Linked DNA regions of Anser cygnoides: region 2 is linked to region 1. Evidence: chromatin contacts called from public Hi-C data. All regions are on one chromosome and are shown on one strand. The core of a region is the stretch at or near the end of the contact, and the rest is flanking DNA. Distances in the headings are between cores, read along the strand shown. Region 1 holds the start of FOXP1 (forkhead box P1). Region 2 overlaps FOXP1 (forkhead box P1).

Evidence for each region. A called contact is a pair of places that touch in the nucleus more often than the background predicts.
Region 2: a contact with region 1 is called in a Hi-C map of liver, with 3 times the contacts expected there. The contact joins the enhancer-like site here to the promoter of FOXP1 in region 1. A contact is called at or near these places in 2 of 7 Hi-C or Micro-C datasets (both in liver).

Annotation. Positions count from the first base shown.
Region 1 is chr10:6,658,827-6,666,277 of Taihu_goose_T2T_genome, forward strand. It overlaps FOXP1 (forkhead box P1), which reads left to right and starts at 1,867. Exons shown (of 19, transcript XM_067003312.1): 1 at 1,867-2,079. LOC136791622 (a long non-coding RNA gene) reads right to left here and starts at 3,329. Exons shown (of 2, transcript XR_010833985.1): 1 at 2,951-3,329; 2 at 491-704.
Region 2 is chr10:6,807,315-6,814,433 of Taihu_goose_T2T_genome, forward strand. FOXP1 (forkhead box P1) reads left to right here. Exons shown (of 19, transcript XM_067003312.1): 3 at 6,231-6,296. Among named protein-coding and RNA genes, the nearest start is that of FOXP1, 150 kb to the left of the region's middle. Within about 2 kb of position 1,742, at least 1 of the 3 cell types and tissues checked has open chromatin away from gene starts, as enhancers often do. A contact at or near this core is called in liver, where this site is marked.

The DNA of each region.
Region 1 (7,451 bases), core at 617-3,116:
GGCCCTGCTGGAGCGCCGAGCGGCCCCAAAACCAGCCGTGCAGCCCGGCGAGGCGTTCTGCAAACCTCGTAAACCAGTGACTAAAAGGGGAAGGACCGGGAGGCCTGGCTCCGGGGCCACCGGAGGTGTGGCGTGACAGTAGCTTGGAAAACATTCCCACTTTAAAACAAGTAACACCTATAATTACGGAGGCGTCATCACCTTCATCATTTTTTTAGCAAACAAGCTGTAGTCGTAGCCCGCGTACACCCTTGCCAAAATCTGCTGAGCGTTTGCTCTGGGGATGGCTGTGCTTGGGGCGGGGGGAACAGCGGGCGGCTCTCTGCAGGCACCTGCCCAGCACTAGGGCCCCGAACAGCTCTGGTACCAGCAGCAGCGGTGGTGGAGGGGGAGCCGTCCCCCCTTGTATCCTCGGGGGGATTAACTGTGTTTTACGGGGCTGCTGTGCCGGTCTGGATGGGCGAAGGTGTGACAACAGGAAGCAGAGGGATTTCCAGTAACCACAGTTTATTCCAGGCTGAACACAAAACAAACACCGAGAGCGGGAAGAGGGGTGCTTTAGAAGAGCGACTCGGGGGTGTCCCTCTCCTTTCCGCTGCTGAAGCAGGTGAAGAAGCGCGCCCGGAGCGCGCCGCTCGCCGTGCTTAAAGCCGCTGCTCCCTGCCGCCGTCCCCGCAGATATTTCTTTGCGGTGCTTCTCCCCCCTTAATGCGGGAATACACCCGGAGTTAGGCCGAAGCGCCTTGCCGTCACGGCCAGCCCAGGTGGGAGCGCTCCCGGCTGGGCTCCCCGCGCCGGCGGGGCGCTGCTGCCGAGAGGTGGCGCCGCGGCCCCGGCCCTGCCCGCCCGAGCCCCGCTTTGGGGGGGGGGGGGTCCTGGGGGGGCCCGGGGGGCTCCGTGCATGTGCGGCGGGGCCGGGCGATGGCGGTGTTTCCAGCGAGCCCCCCCCCCCCCCCGCAGGGCCGGGGAGCTTTGTTTGGGACCCGCTGGAAGCCCGAACTCGCAAAAAAAAAAATTAAAAAATACAAAAAAAAAATAAAAAGAAAGAAAAAAAAGAAAGAAAAGAAGAAGAACGGGGGGAAGAGGTTCCGTCCCGCTGGGGGGGGGTCCAGCCGTGCCCCCCCCCCCCCCCGGCCGCCCCCCGCGCAGCCCCCGCGGCCGCTGCCCGCGATTTTCAACTTTGCGGAGCGCCCCGCACGGCTGCTCCCGGCCGGGCGGCACCGGCAGCTCCCCGCACACAGCCCCCCCCCGGGACCCCCCCCCCCCAAAACTCCTTCTGCACCCCCCGGCCCCCGCTGCGCACCCGCGCAGTGCTTGCGCACCCAGCGCAAGGCCGGGGGGGGGGGTGGTAAGGAGGGGAGGGGGGGCAGGAGGTGCGGGGCCGCATGGATGCGGGGGGGGGGGTGCGGAAAAAAGTTGCGGGGGGGGGGGGGGGGGGCGCCTTGAGGGAGGGGGGGGGCACGGCGCCGAACCGGCGCAAACCCCGCGCAGAAGCCGCGCAGCGCGCTCCGCGGGCACCCGCGCCGAGCCCGCGCCCCCTCCCCGCGGCCCCCCCACACCCCTCCCCGCCACCATCCCCCCCCCCCGCCACCATCCCCCCCCATTATTCCGATTATTTTTCCCCTCGCACCCAGCCTTGTTTACCCAGCAGGTGGATGTGACGTCAGAGACTGACAACAGCAAAAAATAACAACATCTCCCTCCGCGGGGGCGGCCCCGCGCCGCCTCCCCCCCCCCCCCCATAACTCCGTGCTCCCCCCCCCGCCCCGTTCCCGTACCCCCCCCCCCCCCTCCGGGGCCGGCCGGGCTGCGCCGCGCGGGGCTGCGCTGGGGCGGGGAGGGGGGGGGGGGGGGCGCGGGGCGGGGGCGGCGTGCGGGGCCCGGCGCCGAGCGGAGCCGGGGAGCTGGGAGCTGGGAGCGGAGCCGAGGGGCGGCTCTATTGTTATTTACCGAGCGGCGGAGCACGCCGCCGCGCCGCCCGGGCTCGGCGTGCCCCGGAGAGGGACGGGAGGGAGAGGGACGGGACGGAGCCAGGCGGCCCCGAGCCGAGGCGGGCAGCGGCAGGGCCGAGTCCTGCGGGTGAGTCCGCCCCCCCCCCCCGCCCCGTGCCAACCCCCCCCCCCCCCGGCACTTTCCCTCTCGCACTTCTCCCCACACGTGCCCGGCACGACCCCTTCCCCCCCCCCCTTTTCTCTCCCCCCCCATCTTCCTGCCCCCCCCCCCCCCCCCCCAGCTGCCGGCGCTGGGCGCAGCGATGCGCGGCCGCGCAGCCCCCCCCCCGCCCACTTTGCAAACTTCCCCCCCCGCGGGGAGGGATGCGGCGCCCCCCCCCGGCCCCTTTATCCCCCCCCCCCGCTTTCCCTTTATCCACCCCCCCTTTCCTATTTACCCCCCCCCCCCCCCCCCCTATTTTCAGCGCTTTCCGCCGGCTCCCCCCGCGCAAGGGGCGCGCGAGCCCCAACTTCAGCACTCGGGGCAAGAAGTTGCGGCGGGGCCGCGCCCCCCCCCCCCCCCCCCCCCGCCCCCCCCCGCCCCCCCCCAGCGGCCGGCCGGGCCGCCCCGCTCCCCCGCGCACCTGTTGCGCCTCCCCCCGCGCTGCCCCTTGCGCGGCCGCGCATCTTTGCGCATCCCCCCCCTCCGCGTCCCGCCGCGCCCATCCCCCTCCACATTTTTTTTCCCCTTTTTCCCTGTTTTCTTCCTTTTTTTTTTTTTTTTTTTTTACCCCCCCCCCCGGAGCGTTTCCCTCAAACACCCGCGCCTCCCCATCCCGGCGCTGCGCGGGTGCGCAGCGCTGCGCGCATCCCTCTCCCACCCCCCCCCCCAACCCCTTCCCCTTCCCTCCGCGCAACCCCCGCGGTGCGGAGCCTCCGCGGAGCTGACGGGGGGGGGGGGGCCGGGGCAGGGGAAGGGGGGGGCACATCCGCGGAGCCCCGCGCAGCGCCTCCCGCACCTGCAGCCCGCCTCCGCCGGGCACCGGGAGGGTGCGCGCTGCAGGCGGCGTCCGAGCGGCGTGTCCGCGCCTCCCTCCTCCTCCTCCTCCTCCTCCTCCTCCTCCTCCTCCTCCTCCTCCCCCTTCTTTTTTCTTTTTTTCTCCGGAAAAAAAAAAATAAATAAAATAACAAAACCCCAAAGCGGTGCTGGGCTGCGCGGGGCGCAGCGGGTGTCCCCCCCCCCGCGCAACTGGTCCTTAATTCCCCGGCCCCTGCGCGCAGAGCATCGCTGGGCTGGCTGCGGAGCGCATCGATTTTCGCGAGCCCTCCTCCTGCCGCTTCGCCGTAATGATTTTAATTGCGTGGTTTTGCTTTGAGTGAACCCGACCGAGTGAGATTCCTTCTTCTTTTTTTTTCTTTTTTTTTTTTTCTTTTTTCCTTCCCCCCCTCCATCTCCCCCCCCCCCCCCCCAGGCTGCGGGGCGCAGCCCTAGCGCACCGCCCGAGGTCCCGCCGCCTGCCCGCGCCCGGCCGCCGCTCCTCTAGGGAAGCTGGAGCCCAACTTCTGGGCTCCGAAGTTTAAGGTTTCATTTTTAGTAACTGCTCTTTGAGTGAGTAATGTCTGTATGCTGCTCGTAGCGTGCCGTCTACACAATGTAGCCTGCTGATTTCTAGGGGGCTGGAGCGGTTATAAATATTAAAGCAATTCTCGAAGCCGTGTTTCCTTTTCCATGCAGTTTCTCCTAACGTTGTGTTTTACCTGCCTTAACATAATGTTGCTGTCGCTAATGACAGGCTCTTAATTAGGCAAACTTTAAAGCGTGTCGTCAAAGAAACTTGCTTCTTGCGCTGGTAATCCATGGTTTGCTTTAATTTAGGTGGAGGGAAGGCAGGCATCTCGCTGGGTTGTTATTTTTGCAGTTTGTGCCGCTGCTGAGAAGCTCCTACTTTTTCTAAGTTTGTGAGATCCTGAAGGAATTCGAGTTCTCAGAGCGCAGCGAGCGTAGGCAACGAGCTACTCTGCATCCTTGCAAGTAAATTTGGGGGAAGAAGGGGAAATCAGGGCTCCTGGTTTCAATTTCTCTGCTCCGAATCTTTCCCCCCCGCACATTTGATTTGCACTATCTCGCAGCCAGATTGAATGGACCAGGGCACTGGGGGAGGAAGCTCTTCACTAGTTACCATTCAAAAGGTGTCGGCTAAAATCTCATTGCAAAAAGGTATTGTAGCTTTAACATCTTGCATTGGCAGCATTCTTCCCCCTTAGTCTTTGGATTAGTCATTGTATGAGAGACAGAAAAAAAAAAATCACTTTTTTTTTTTTTTTTTGGAAAAAGTAAAGTAAACAGCCTCCAACAAGTGAACCTTGACAACCCAGATTAAGGAAGGCAGGAGAGATCAAACAAAGCTGCTGCTGGGCTGTTGTCAGGAGCTGCCTCACTGAAAGCTCTGGACTATTCGATCAGGCAGCAAGGCTATATGTTCACTTATGCAGAAATGGACCATTACAAATGCTGATCTTTGTTGTGAAACCAAAGGATAACTTTGAGAAAAATAACTGCTATTTCAAACAAGGCTTTCTGGTGCTTATGATTTTGCCTGCAAAGTTAGGTTTTGTGCATGGGCTGGGTTGGGGTTTCTTTTTTTTTTCTTTCTTTTTTTTTTTGAGTGGTGGTGCTTTGGAGTGCATTGTATATACTTTCCGAGTGACTTAGGATTTGATTTTATTTTTGCTGTCTAGAGCCGCGGAGAAGGTGGCGTTTCAGTAGTGTAATGTCGAAAGCAGCGTAAAAGTTCTGTGGAATTCAGCTCTTATTTCTGGATCTCTGAATTGTAAGGAAACATGGATTTTTTTTTTCCTCTGTGTGTAAGATCTGTGCTGATGCATAATAGAGGAGTTCGGCTGTGATTAAGCATTGTACGTTGTCTGTCTGCGTTCCTAGAGTTTAGAAAACTTGTGGTGTCTTTCTTTCAAAACATATTACCCGGGCGGCACCTTATTCTTGATATGCCAAGGTTTTTGCAAAACTGTGTGTAACTTGGCTTCGTGGCTGTGTTGGGGAGACTCAATTACTGTGTAGTCTTGAGAGAAAATTGTAGCGAGGGGTATTAAGTGATAATTGATCTTTACTTCAATAAATATTTTGGGTTTAAGTATTAATCAACCTTAACCAGTGCAAGTTAGTGATATTTTTGTTGCTTTACACTTTGATGTTTGCATTCGTACACCTCACTGTAAACTCTACAAATAAGCCACCTATTTAATTTCTTTAAAGCATTCAAAAACAATGGAAACATCTATTAAAAAAAATCTGAGGAAAAGGCTGTTACCTGAATGTGTGTTAATCAGGAGGCAGACCAAGTGCACATCTACTGAAGAATTAAGAAATGCAAAACCTTTTCACATAAGTATTTCTTTAATTAACAGTGCAGATCACACAATAAGTACTTTATACTTTTTATAAGGTAAGGTTTCATAACCATCCTGCATAACTTAGCATAAAGCCTGTAGTTTTTTTATGGCACATACTTTAATTAGACAATAAAAAGTACGTGTGTTAAACATGCACATGTATGCTATTAAGCCGTTTTGGGTAATGTGTAATGTTTTTTAACAACTATAAACATTTTCTGCTTAAATCGGTTCCACCGGTGATAGTAAGGCAGCCAGTTTCTGTGCCGGTGAGGGAAGGAGCAGGGAAGTTGAGCAGAGAATCGTGCACTGGGCGTTATTGCACAGCATATGCTGCAATATGCTTTCCTGTTGGAGGGGATCACCTCCTTTTAGGAGCTTCCATTTGCATTATCATCCGCGGTATGATGTAGCGTAAACAGTTTAGCTCTGGAATTATCCTTGTTTCGTGGTATTGTAAAAATTAGGAAAAAGGGGGGTAGTAAAAAGGTGGATTTATGGAGCGCAGCTTAGTATGTCATATGCTTACTGCTCGTGGTCATTTATAGAGAGATCGAACCCGATAATGTAATTCATTTTGTGAAGTGTCTTTTGAGCATGTATTTGTGTATCAAGTGAAATACCACATGCACACACATATGTAGGATTTGTATGTAAAATACAGTTATTTCTGCAAGGCTGTCCGGTTATTTATAGGACATAATGATACTTCTGTCATCTTAAATTTTCTCAGAGAAGCTTTAATAAATTTAAATAGATTATATGCTGTCAGAAAACAGAATAAATTTTGTTTACGATTCGCTTGCTTTAAGGTACTTATACTAAAGAAGCTCATTTAACCCCCAAGACTGAGCAGCGTTAAGTGGCGAGAGGAGTCTGCCGAAGAACCGCTGCTGCCCTTTGCTCTCGTGATAATCTTAAATTACTGCAGTTTAATTGCAACTTCAAGGCACCGAGCTGAAACCTTTTCCCGCGGCCGAGGCAGGGCTGGAGCGGAGGCAGGTAGCGGGGTGGCTGCGGGGAGGCAGGCCGTGCTCCCTCGGGCCTTCTGTGGCCGCGACGTGCGCCCGAGGGGAGCCCGGGGAGAGGGAGCCCCAGCTCCCCGGGGGTGGGATCGGGATCGGGCCCTCAGGAGCCACGCAGCTCGGGCTTGCTGTTGCCTTGCGGTGTTGCAGGGGACGCTGCAGTTACGCCTCGGCGCTGCGCTGGCTGCCAGGCATGGCACGGGCCCCGTGGCCCTGAGGGCGAGGTCAGGGTAGGCAGCGCGGCTGTGCAGGGCCTGATCCGGAGCACGCTGACATCAAACGGCGCTGCTGCTGCTGCCGCTGCTGCCTCTGGGGCCGTGTCACTGACTCGCAGAACTGCGACTTCGCTCCCCTCCCGGCCCCCCTCGTGTTTTCACGGTGGCAGTCGCAGCCCGGCAGCGCTTGCCGAGGGGAGCTGATAACCGTGGTGCGCTGGAGATCAGCAGCCTGTCTGCGGCTGCTCCGAGAGGTCCTGGCAACAAAACTTTGCTCTACCATGCTTAGAAAGGTACGGAGGGGCTCGGGGCCCTGACTTCTTGCCACCGAAGACACGCCTAAGTGCTTGGCTGCGCTTTAAGTCGCGATTCGGATCGCTTCTCCGTTGGCCAAAGCCTTACGAAATGCCTTGTTGCAATAAGAGCCGAACAAGATCTCGTGTGTGTGCTGGAAGTGCTCGCTGACAAAAACGCTGCTCGCAGCCGGCTGCTCTCACAGAGTACCGTGCCGCCTGATTCCCGCAGCTATCGCTGCGGTGGGAACTGCAGCGGCGGCAGGCAGCAAGGTGATGCCAGGGTATGCGTAGGGAAAAAGTAGGCTGGAATAAATCTCACAGTCGTTAGAGGGAAAACTTAATTGTGGGAGCTCTGTAGCCTTTTAATTAAAAAAAAAAATAGGTATTTGGGGCTGAAGAGGGAATGCAAGGCGGTTTATTTTTAGGAGCTCGGATATTTGTTGATTGGGGTGTCTGGAGTGTTTTATTTAACGTGTGCTCTTTTTTCTTGCTTCAGCGTTGGACCTACCAAGGCAGAGAAACCGCTGGCTCTGTTCGCGTGCAGCCTTCTTTGCAAATACGCTCTAGGGTTTT
Region 2 (7,119 bases), core at 492-2,991, 150 kb after region 1:
ATAAAAAATTAAAGAAAAGATGACAAAGGGCACGTCTTCAAAGCAGACGATTGTAGTACAGACAGTGTTGGGAGAAATGTGGAAAATGTGCACCGAGGCCAGAAGTAGTAGTTTTGGTTACCAATTAACTATTTCCTTCGTTTGAGTAACTCCTCTCAAACAGAAGAGTGTGCTGTTCCACCACATGTTGGGAAGTGTGAGAATCTGAATAAAATTTCATCAACCTTATTAAAATGTGTAGGGACTTTGGTCTTCTTGGGTACAAATCAGCCCACAGACGCAGAGGCATTTATTAACAATAAAGACTGCCGAGGGTTTTTAATAACAAAATTACAAATACCATATCTAATTGTAAGCGTATTACTTTTATGCACCAGTTAAAAAAAAAAAAAAAACTTTTTATGAGGAAAAGTACCTCAGTCAAAGCACCTTGTGTGATTAGTGCTATTGTATTCTTAAATTTTGATTGATAGAGATAATAGTTTTCACTTAAAAATACAGACAGGTACTTTAACTTTCCATGACAATAGCTATTTGCATTTCTTTTATCTTTTTGTTTAACATTTGTGGGGGTTGGGACGGATTTGATTATTAACTCTTATTGCACACCGAGGTAAATGCTAAAACAAAGCTTTTGTTAAAGCTTCAAAGGTAAAACAGCAAATATTGTTTTTAGCCTTCAATATTTAAAGGCTGTTAAGGGATACCTCGGCGATACCTCCACATGGCCGTGACCACCAGCCGCACTCGGGCGCCAGGTAAGAGCCGGGCCCTGGCGCCGCGCCCGCCCGGGCCTGAGGGGCGCTGAGGGGGCCGCGGGGGGCCCGGGGCCCGGCCCGGCTCGGCCTCGGCCCGGCCCCCGGTGGCGGCGGTGCGCCCTGCCGTGCCGGGCTGGGAGCGCTGCCCCTCGGCGTGCGCCTCGCCTCGGGCCGGGGGCAGGCTGAAGCGAGGAGCCGAGAGCGGCGCCCAGGTCACGGCGGGGGAAGCGTCAGCGTTTCCTACGGGCGTCGCTTCGCCAGGCAGCCCGAAGTGACTGCTGTGGGAGTCTCGAAAAGTAACGGGCTTTTTTTTTTTTTTTTTTTTAATCTTTTTTTTTTCTTTCTTTTCCTGCCTTGGCAGAGACGCCGCAAGCCCTACGCCCACAGCGGTACTCGGCGGTGCCGGGGAAGGGGCAGGGGCGCTCCTGCCGTGCCTCCGCTGAGGCGAGGTCAGGTTGGGCAGGCGGGCGATGCACGCAGCCACAAAACGGTTGGGGCCGGCACCCAGGCTCGCGGAGTTGTTTCAAGGAGCCGGGGGGGAGCGGGCGGCAGTGCTGGAGGCGCGGGCCGGCCGTGCTGGGGGAGATGGCCTCGCACCCTTGGGTGGGCTTCGGGGCGCGCCTTGCGGTCCTGGCGTCTGGAGGGGTGAGCGAGGGCCGGCTCTCGTGTGCCCAGCGATCCGCGCCGGGCTGATAACCGAGCCGAGCCGGCACTGAAGGATGCGAGGCTCGCAGTCGTCGTGCAAATTCTGCGTTGGAAGCGAGCTGTTGTGAACTTGCCTGTTAGCTGCACCCATGTTTCCTGTAAGAGCTATTAAAAAGCAGGGCAGGGATGGATTGTGATTAGTTCTGTAGCGTTGGCTTGCACCGAGCGATTCTTTTCCAAGGTTACAGTGGACTTGAAAGGTAATACTGTTTTGAAAGAGAAAATGTGCTGTGCATAGCTTTGTCCTCGTGCCGTTATTTATTTTAATTTTATTTCTGCTTAGAATAAATAAAAAGCACCAGCCAGAGATTCTGAACAGCCTGCTAATGACTGAAAATGAAAACGCGGTATGATTTGCTCACTCCTTCCACCGAGAAGCAGCAAGGTGGTGAGCGTTAATATCCCTGGGTTTTGGCCTGTACCAAATCCATTTCCCCCTCTTCAAAGCGAGGTGAAAGAAGTGCGCTCGGGCTCTGGCAGTGTTACTGTTCACCTGCATCTCACTTTCTGAGGAGGTGATAATGACTCCTGGTAAAGAAAATCTCCTGTGCTGCGCCCTGTGATATTTAATATGCGCTGCACAATAAAAAGTAGCCACCTTGATAATGGTCAGAAAAAAAACATCTTCTTCAGCGTATTTGAAATATTTAGTTTAATATATATATTTTTAGGTTGCTAGATTCCTGGAGGGATAAAAAAAAAAAAAAAAGGAGGGGCACAACAAAACTGAAGAGGCTATTCTGAACATCTTCAAAGCAATTCTACACGTGACCTGCGTGTGTTGGGTACAGGTAGCCCGACCGAGTGCACTGGTAGGAAACCTGTCCGCAGGATTGTGCCCACAAGCATGCCTCATACCAGCTGTCGCACTTCACGATCAGTGTACACCCTGTATTTTCAGGATTAAAAAAATTTTCAAATGAAAACCATTTTTTTCTCATACACATGTATAGTTAACAAAATCATTGACTGCATCTGTTCCCTTACAGGATAACAAAATAATAATAGTGACAATAGCAAGGCATATTTCAGGCTGTGTGTGACTCAGTGAATTTTGAAGGGAAAGAAATAGCTGTATTAGATGGTTCACTTTATTTAGATGAATTTCTTGCACAAAAGTGCTTATTTTGATTATCAAGTTTTGATATTTTAAAGCTTTCAGGAAAACTGCTAGTTAATATTTTAATCAGACATTAAATATATTTCAGCTGATCTTATCTAAGAAAAATTAATGGAAATAAAAATTCAGAAATATTTTTTTGTTGCACTGTTGTGTGTGTGTTCTCTCTCTCTCCCTCTCTCCCTCTAAATAAAAAGTGTGCTTTCTAGGTAACGACAGGGAGATTCCCTCTCTAGTTTAGGTTTCCAGTAATGATTTGTGGGCTTCTCAGGGCTGGGACACTGGCAAAAAAAAAAAAAAAAAAAAGTGAATAGTTCTAAGCAGGGAAGCGGTTCAACTGATGTTCTTCTTTCCTGTATAAAATTACTTACAGCCAGTTTGTGTGGGTTCAAGTTCTTTGTTAATCTCTGGCTATTCTATTTGGATACTAATAAAAATGTTGCTCTCTTATTTTGAACTTTATTCTGCAGCACTGTCTACCTCTGTACATTCTTCATATTTTTGGTTAATTTGGCTTTGCAGTAATCACTTGGAGTTGGGACTCCAACCCACAGCCTCAAAATTACCTCCGTGTCCTGATGGAGGAGACAACTAAATTGAATAAGTGTTGTGGGATCAAAAGTGTTAAATGGTCTGACCCAGCAGCAGGTAAAATGGCAAAGCCTTCTTCTCTTTTTGTCTTGTCCCGTGGTACCAAATGAGCAGGACCTGATCCAGAGCAGTAGGGGGTCTGTCTCTTAAGGCCAGCTGAGAACATCATGGCACTGGCTCAGGTCGTGATCTTTTTAGGATTGCTAAGGGTTGTCTTTCCAAAACCCCGTTGAAAACAGCTATTATAAGAAGTACTTCTGTATTCAAGGATTTTAGAGTGCATTAGAAAAACATTTACCCATCTTGTAGATGGGTAAACTGAGGAGCTTGGCGAGCAAATCCGATGTTTTCAGGAATATCTGGTAAAATCTGACCAGAGCAAGTAGTTTTGCATGGACTTTTCCCTGTGTGTAATCCCACTTAAACCGGTGGGACTGTGTCGCAGGCATTTGGAGAGCTTCCCTCAACTCATGAGACACTATGACCACTAGTGCTCGCAAAGTGGATTTTTGTATGTGGTTTGGTTTTCTATTTTAATCATCTTGAGGGGAAATATGAGTATAGCAAAGTGTCTTGCTTTGGTAGGTTGGGATTTTTTCTTTGTTTGCTCCACACACACACTTGCAGTGTTGATGGTACTTTGTGTTTATCTTAAAGACAGCGTGATGGAAGGAATGTGTGTTGCACACATCAATTCACTCACCCATATAAACATTTTCAGGAGGAAAGTCTGTATTTGTATTTCTACATTTTGAGATACTCAACTTTTAGACTACTAATGAGAAATCTTCACAGGTGGGAACAGCTGGCTCTGCTGCTCATTTTAATTTCGGTGGTACGTTATCCAAATTTTTTTGAAATTCAGGTAGCATACAGAGCAACTTAGCTAGAAACGAAAGCAGCTCAGCTATCAGTCAGTGACTGATTCGTGGGAAGAGCTGAAGTCCTTCTGAACCCTCATTGCCTGTTGACCTTTGTAGACCACATTTGTCTCCCCTGAGTTAACGTTGGGCAAGTGTCACCAGGTTTCCTTGGGGTGTGTTTGTTCCATATATAACAAGCATGTTTAGAAAAAGTTACCTGTCTTTTACAGCACTACCAAAAGATTTATTGTGTGCACTTTTCATGCAGACGTGTAATTTTCAGCAGTTTCCTCAAAAAGTACATTTTAAGGTTGGTTCTTTTGCCATCAGGAAGAGTCAGGGTAGAAACGAAGTCTGCTTGCAAAATACTGCCAAATAGAGATCTGCCTGCCAAATATCCAGAAAATTTATAAAATAGATAAATATGAAAAGGGGTTTAAAGTGTCAAATCCAAGATAACCCCTACTGCAAAGCAGGATAAAAGCCTTTATTGTTGCTAATCTAAGAGCACATCATATGTCAAAGGTCATGGATTTTACATAAAAGATGTATTGTTTTACATACTCTCAGGAAGGTGAGACCTGACCTACTATGATGGAGTAGTGTTATGTCCTTTAGAGTGCAGAATCGGTGCCTTACACATGTACCAGTGAAGCACACAGAGCTTCCTATGCAGCAGACATGGACACAGCTTGGCCCCTGATCTTCTGCTATTTTGTTACTAGTACTGTGAAAAAAAATATATCTCAAAAAAAAAAAAAAAGCCAGTGAGCAGCAGACAAAAACAATATTTCATTTCAAGGTAACCTTTTTTTTTTTTTTCTGGCTAAAAATAATCAGTTTCAACGGTAAAGAAGTAATGCCTCATTCTCATTGTGAAAATATTTTTCCTTCCAAAATAAATGGCAGATGAGTACATTTTCTTTTGAAATAATTTTGCGAAGATTCTGATTTTTCCCAGAGGTTGATATTTCGCTACTTCAGTAAAAAGCTTCACCTACTGATGTAAATGGCATAACTTACCATTTGGTGAGTTTCACAAACACCCCCAAAACTCCACCTCACTGTGTGAATTTTATGAAATGGAGTTTCACGTAGCACTGTCTTACACATCCACATGTCACTGACTTTCCGTTTCATATGATGTCATCTGTGTCGGCAAATTATCGCATATTTCTTTCTGGCTTTACTATATATTACTCTGCACCCCTGCAGCAGAACATTAACATTTCAGTGAAATTGTTATAATTTTACTCTATTAAGGTATTTGGTCAATTGATGTGGAATTAATTCTGAATGCTGTTAGTGGTTTGAGTGAGTAACTTGATCTAAATTAATAAACAAATGTTTTTCTTTTCTCTTGTACCATATGTTGATCCCAATTACATGAACAGAAAGTGGCAGATTGTCATGTTTCTTAAAAGATTACATACTCTTTTGCATAAGAGAGAGTACACAAGATGCAGTAATATACAGGGTAAAAAAAAAACTGCACGTGCTGTTTTCTCCCTCCTACTTTTTATAAAGATGCGCTTTAATTATTTCTCTCTTTAATACTCGCTGTTCTTACCACCTTGGCGAACTTGGTGTGCTCTGGTTATGCTTAACCAGAAGAAATCCCAAGACAGTAAACAACTTTTTGAATTAGGCATGGAAGATGCAGCTAGTTTCAAAAGCTTATGGAGGGCTGCGTCTCTATAGAAAAGGATGAAAAAGGAAAGGATCCAGAAGCTAAAATAGACATGGTTACAACCGGTCTTAAAATGCCTGAAGTAAGGAGAACCCATTCAGACAATAGTCAGATTTCTGAAACAAAGGACTGAACTCATATATTATTCAAACTAAAAATAGATTGATAGACATCAAGATTAGGAAAGTTTATGCTAGAGAACAAAGATGTCTCATCTCCATGTTCTTATTTTTTTCTCCCCCCTTTCTTTTTTTCCTTCCAAAGACCCAGTTGTTCTTGTTGAACTGAAGAGCCTCACACGGGCTGGTACTGATAAGCAGCAGCCCTGTGACTTGATTGTTTTTATTAACTCTCTCTGAAAGTCATTCACCATTAAACACGATTAGATTCATTTGTTGCTTTATTTATGTTTGTACTTGCAAATGTGGTGCCAATGAAAATGCTTGGGTGGTGTTGCTGACGCTGACCCGGTAGTCACGTGTGTTACCTTCTCTCTTCTGCAGGGTAAGAAGAGTGACTTCTTTGGGTGGCTGTAGCTGAAGATTGCTTTACAGGAGCAACTGGAGAAGGTAAATACAAATACTGTTGTACACACAGTTTCTGAAGCATGTCTGAACCAAGGACCTGATCCTGCAAGCCCCATGAATGCGCCTAGTAAAGCACAGTAAAGAACCGTGAGGTTGGGCTTGGCACTGAGTTTTTGGAGCCACTGCTGTGCCTTAAACACGTGCTTTGCCTGGGAAGTCGATGGTTTAGGTGCCTGGTTTCATTCCAGGAGAAAGGCCTCAAAGATGCCCTTTTGGGCTTTCAGCCACGTGCTGTGCGGGCTGTCTGAGGACTGAATGGAGCCTCTTTGTGAGTGGGAAGGCCCAGCTCCAGTTCCTCTTGGTGGCCACATGGCCAGCCCACGGCCAGCATTCATGGGTGCAGGGCTGGGAGCTGCAGCAGCTCTGCCCTGCAGCAGGATCCCCTAGCTGGGGCAAATCCCTGGGGAATGAACGGTCAAGTTAGCTGCAGTGCTGCTTCACCCTGCCTTTACACTCCTGGATTTACAGCAGTGCATTGGAGAGCAGAATTTAGCTGTTAATTTGATTGCTTATTATCACTGCAAGAATTAAAACACATGCTTTTTAGGCTTTTGGAACACAGTAAAAAGGAAAGAAATATCACTCTCTGCAAATGATTTTTATTTAAAGCAATGTGAAAGTCCCTTCCTTCTAAATTAACTCCTTACCTCTCTTCTGGTCCAAAGTTTCGAGTTGGAAAGGAATATTAACATCACAAAAGTGGTGATTCATAAAATTAACTTGCAGAAGACAGGAGTAACGCAGATCAGTGTTTGGTACTGAAGGGTGTCATCTGACTGAGGTTCATATGGCTGCTTTATAATCA